Linked DNA regions of Gossypium hirsutum: region 1 is linked to region 2. A link is a contact called in public Hi-C data. All regions are on one chromosome and are shown on one strand. Each heading gives the region's core, a stretch centred on a gene start, on an enhancer-like site or on the middle of the called end of the contact. The rest is flanking DNA. Distances are from core to core; before and after follow the strand shown. Region 1 holds the start of LOC107916680. Region 2 has its middle 6.7 kb from the start of LOC107916674.

Evidence for each region. A called contact is a pair of places that touch in the nucleus more often than the background predicts.
Region 1: a Hi-C map of leaf shows a contact between it and region 2, with 2.1 times the contacts expected there. The contact joins the promoter of LOC107916680 here to the enhancer-like site in region 2. A contact is called at or near these places in 3 of 34 Hi-C or Micro-C datasets (all in leaf).

Annotation. Positions count from the first base shown.
Region 1 is chrD11:18,688,128-18,691,121 of Gossypium_hirsutum_v2.1, forward strand. LOC107916680 reads left to right here and starts at 1,525. Exons shown (of 8, transcript XM_016846014.2): 1 at 1,525-1,929; 2 at 2,306-2,350; 3 at 2,976-2,994. The coding sequence starts at 1,609.
Region 2 is chrD11:18,477,311-18,480,010 of Gossypium_hirsutum_v2.1, forward strand. No RefSeq gene overlaps it. Among protein-coding and RNA genes, the nearest start is that of LOC107916674, 6.7 kb to the left of the region's middle. Within about 2 kb of position 1,276, at least 2 of the 9 cell types and tissues checked have an H3K27ac peak or open chromatin away from gene starts, as enhancers often do. A contact at or near this core is called in leaf, where this site is marked.

The sequences.
Region 1 (2,994 bases), core at 275-2,774, 210 kb after region 2:
ATGTTATTTAGTTGTTTTATTTTATATGTTATATAAAGGTATGAAATAACAAAAATACTCTTACAATAATGTTATTTAGTTGTTTTATTTTATATGTCATATAAAAGTATGAAAATATGAAATAACAAAAATACTCTTACAGTAATATTAATAGCCCTTTAAAATAAGGATGTTTTAATAATTTCATAACCAAAATTGATTTGTGAACCTTTTTTATATATAATAGATATATCACATAAAGAGCTTATGAGTTACGTCTTACATAAATTTGGTTGAACTTAACTAGACCTGATCATGCGTCGAGTCAGGATGGGCTGATTTAAGGTGTTTAAGTTCATTTTCTAGGCTTGGTCCAGCCCCAAAAATGGGCAAAAAATTTCGCCCAAGCTCGGCCCGAATAAAAAAATGCTAAATTCGAGCTTGACTTGGCCCACCTATATTAACTTTTTAAAATTATTTTTCATATTATTTTTAAAAAAATATAATACATTAAATACACTAAAATTATTAAAATAAATGTTTCTCAATATATTGAAAATACATTAAAAAAAGTCTTTAATATATATAACTATATGCAATTAATATAATTGTTTTCATAATGTAATGCATTTAGGCTGAACTAGGCTCGGGCAAAAAAATCTTACCTGAGATCCGGCCCATTTAAAAAACAAGTCTTAATTTTTGTCCAAATTCAGTTTTCAAGTATATATTTTTGCCTAAACCCTCCTAGATTTCAAACGAGCCTTTGTGCCTAGGCGGGTGTCCTACCCATAATCAGGTTTAGAAATGCTTATGGCTCAGGTTCAGGCAAGGCACCTAAACCAATTTTCCAAGCCCAAGCTCAACCCGACCCAAAAAATAGGCATGTTTTTCTGCTCAAGCCCGACTCAATTTAAGAAAAATAAATCCATGTCTGACTCGACCATATATAAACTTTTTAGATTAGTTTTTATTTAAAAAATAAATTTTTAAAAATATAATACACTAAATGTACTAAAAAACTAAAATAAAAATTTTCTATAACATTAAAAATGCATTAAAAATATTTATATTAAAAAAAACTAATGTGAATATAATAAATATTTTATTATATTAAAAACATAAATAAATATAATAAATATTTTATTGTATTAAATATAATTTTTAAAATTTTATATTTTAAGTTATGTTATTTAATTGGATAAGTTTTTTTTAAATTTTTGAGTAATAAAATTAAATATTATTGAATTACTGATTTAATATAAATATATAATTATTATTTAACATATATATATATAACTAATATAATATTTTTTATAACAATATATATTCTAACCAAGTCAAATCGGACCAAAAAATTCTCTCCTAAACTCAACCAATATAAAAGACAAAGCTTCAAATCTTATCCAAATTCATCTTTGAGAACATATATTTTGTACAAAGCCAAGCCTTATTCGAACGGGCCTGTACCGATGATCATGAGCAGGTCCAAACCCAACTTAACGGGACTCATCAACATCTCTCTAACCGAATAAGAAGTGGGTAAAATAAAGAAACAAAATTCCAATCAGATTAAAGGCAGCACTAACAAATACAGTGAAGAGGGAGCTCAGCTTTCCCAGCACAGCCATGGCGATTGTTCTCTCGATTCAACACCTTCCTAAAATGACCCTAAATCCCATCGCTGTCCTCAGCGAACCTCGCAAAACGAGAGTTCCCTATGAGCTCAAACAAGGGCAGTCACGTGTTTTCCATCAGCTCCCCTCTGGTTTAAACATGGAGGTTATCGTTCAAAAGAGTGTCAAAGAGAAAAACCCAGATTCGAGAAAGGGTCCACCTCTGGTTTTCGTTCATGGAAGTTACCATTCAGCTTGGTGTTGGGCTGAACATTGGTTGCCTTTCTTCTCAAATTCTGGGTTTGATTGCTTTGCCCTTAGCTTGCTTGGTCAGGTTATATAATCTTCTTCTTTCTCTTCCCGCTCTTTAACATTTTACTTTCTCTTTTCTCTTTGAAGCTCTATTTCGAGTTAAATTTATTCTATCTTTAAGTACATGGTTGGCATTTCTCAAATGCCCCCAAAACTTCTCCTGTGAATTTTGAGGACACGTAATTGTACCAATCAGAGCAAGGGCATTTTCTCAGTTTGATCCTCTTGGATCATATTTCATCTGCCTTTAAAATTCGGAACCTTAAGGTGTAAGCTTGACTGGCAATTTTCTCGCCTTATATTTAAACATATTAGAATATTTATGAAGTTTCACTTGCATGAAACTTTTATTCGAAAATGCTGCACTGATTTCAACACTGTTTCTGTGTTATGGGTAGGGTGAAAGCGATACGCCTTCCGGAACTGTTGCTGGTTCTCTTCAGGTAATTGTCGTTTGGCTGGAAAATAGAAATGACAATGTATAATGCAGTTTCGAACATTTGCGGATGTCCGATCTTGTTGTTTGTGTATTTAGATGTTGTGCGAATTCAGCACTATCTACAATAGATTCAGAGCTGATGCGGATATCAATAGTCAAATCTTTGTTATTTGGATCTGCTTTACTTTTGCAGATAACGGATTCAGATCTCCAAAACTGTTATACTGTAGTGAATAATGGAATAATGGATTCGGATTTGAATATCCGAATCATTATCCGCTTTTCTTTTCGATTTTTTTAATTAAAAAGTTGTTTTGACTTGGTAAATTTGAATATTTAGTGGATTCGAGTATTAGGCAAGTAATGTTATCTAAATTGAATTCAGATAGGATGGTAATACTAATAATCGGATTTAATGTGGATTATAAACAGGTTAGAGTCTTAAAGCAATTTTATGGATTCAGTTTTTACAAAATTTGCAGATATCTAACTTCTTGTCTCCCTATTGAAAAATAATTCCTTTGACATGATAATGCTTTTTCTTTTCTTTTTTTTTTTAACTCTTTCTAAAAGCAATTGATTATATTAAAGGTTCCTCCTCTAATTCGCTGTTCACTCATAATCCATAGACACATGCAGGTGATGTTG
Region 2 (2,700 bases), core at 26-2,525:
GAATTCTAATTTACTACTATCTCACTTTATAATTAAGATCATGAATATATTTACCATATATAATTGTAATTTTTTAAGTAAATTAATATCGTACATTTAAAAAAACATATCTACTTTTAAATGTCAATACAAAATTCTTAATATTAATTAAGAAAATTAAGGTAAAAATTACAGAAAAAAACTACAATTAACAAATAGTTTATATAAAATTAGTATTCAAAATCCACACTTTCATTTTATGCATGTATGAAGGCCTATAAATAAGATTCTTGCATACATGAAACACAACATATAGATTAAATCACCGACGATTTAAATTTTTTTAACCTTCTAATTCTATTCTCTAATATTTTACATTAAGATCATTGAACATGACACTATACAACGACCAACTTAAAATTAATGAAAATAATGTTAAAGAGCTTCAAATGAACAATAACATTATAAAAATTTATCGAGAAGAATTCATTGATTCAACCAATTGATGGATTGGACAATGTAATAATACTTTATACAATATTTTGGTTATATTATATTATTTTATTTGTGAAAATGTACCTTTTTTTTAAGAATACAATAAATTGAATGTACTATATATTTTTAAAAAATTAATATTATATAATTAATACATACAACTAACCCGTGTATCGCATGGGATAAGAAACTAGTAAAATATATAAAAGGAAATTTAAAAAAAAAACTCAAGACAAAAGTGATAAATTGAAGGTGTAAATCCTGCTATTAGTCCTTGTACTTTGTAATAGTTGTGGATTGAATCTATGTACTTTAATTTAGTCATTTTCAGTTCTTACTTATTAAAATTTAAGTTAAATTTTGCTATTTTCAAAAATTGATATGCCAAACATATTATCATAATTGTTATTTGCGTCAAAGACTGGAATTTCAAAATTAAAAAACTATAAAGACTTAAAATGATTTAATTGGAGAATATTAACCAAATCTTCAATTGTACGTATATGCATGGTAATTGAATTTAAAAAAACAAGATTAACTGCTATTGTTTGGGTAAAAATTAAGGGATTAAAATTGATCAAATTAAAGTATAAACACTAAATCCGTAGCTTCTGCAAAAGCAGCGGGAGTAATAGTAAAATTTAACCTAAATAGAAGCATATAACATAAATAAATAATATAAAAACAAAATAAAAGAAAAATAAATGAAAGGAATGTGGCTTAGTTTCAATGGGCCCAAAGCCCCATATAAAAAGATAAACCTTATCCGGCATTGGATCCCAATAGAAAAACCCACTATCCCGATTAAAACCCATAAAAGAGCTAAGGGTGTAAATACTCGGCCACTGAAGTTTGGATAAATTTAAAACAATGAGATGACGCAAAAATAAACTTATAACATAACATAAAATAAAAAAAAAAAAAAACTAAAACCCTAGTATACTATAGGGGAAGTAAGAAAAAACAGCGGAGATGAAATGTGTTTCACGAAATAAAGAGGTCAACTAAAGGAGGAAAACACGTGACCTGGTGGGACCCACCCCATAATAGAAAATTTGTTTAGATTTGATACTAACATTCACATCTTCAAAACTATCTTAATTATATTTTTCAAACGCCATGATCTTATTAATTTATCAACCTAATTTTATAAAGAAGAAGAAGAAGAAGAAGATGATAAGCAATAACTTATATAATCATGTTAATATATTATGTTTTAGTTAGTGTCACTTCATTAATGACACTAAACTCGGATAAAAATTGAAAGAAAGAGAATTACTATTTCTAAATATCTCTATTATATTTTATTATTTCAACTTTAGTTTTTTTAATGAATAAAATATCTCATTAAAAAACTAGAAAAACTAAAATGTAAACTTTTACGTTTATTTACTAATAAAGATTTTTAGGACAAAATTATTGACTATTACAATTATGAAGGGGTATTGTTCAATGTAGTCAGTTCTGCACCGGTTTTAGTTGTATCAGTCAATGCACATCGTTCCAATAATAAATTGGAATGATCAATTCTATTTTTCACACCGGTATAAATTCTGGTCTTTTTTGGTTGCATTGACTCGTTTCGGCCAATTTTGATTGTACCACCCGAAACATTATACATTGACCGGTATATGAATAATGTTAAAATATATATAAATTATTATTTTTTACCTACTTTGAAATTTTAATTAACCAAATTTAAACATTAAATAAATGAGCAACTTTAAAATTTAAGGTGCTAAAATTAATAATTAATAAAAAATAAAGAATTTATATAACAAATAAATTAAAAAAAATTCTAAAAGCTTCACGAACACAACTTTATGCATATGTTTTTATTAAACTTTCATTTTATATATTTAGTATGAGATGATCTTATTGTAACTTTTTTAAATAATATTGTGAATGCTTTTTTCTTGTTTAATGTGTGGGATGCTTTTTTTCCTCGTTTACTTTAAATTTGTTAAATGATAAAATTTTATTTGTGAACTTTATTGATGAATGTTTTATATAATTAATTAATATTTTTATATTTAAAATTATTTAATCTAATTTATTTGATATATTTAAATATTTGATATATTAAATATATTTAAAAACATCGATAAATTTGAAACAATATACCAAAACAAACTAGTAACAGTATGTATTAATTTCAGTAAAAAATTATGTATCCACTTGTGTGATACTGATTACCTTGATACTGCACCAAGTAGAACTATTACC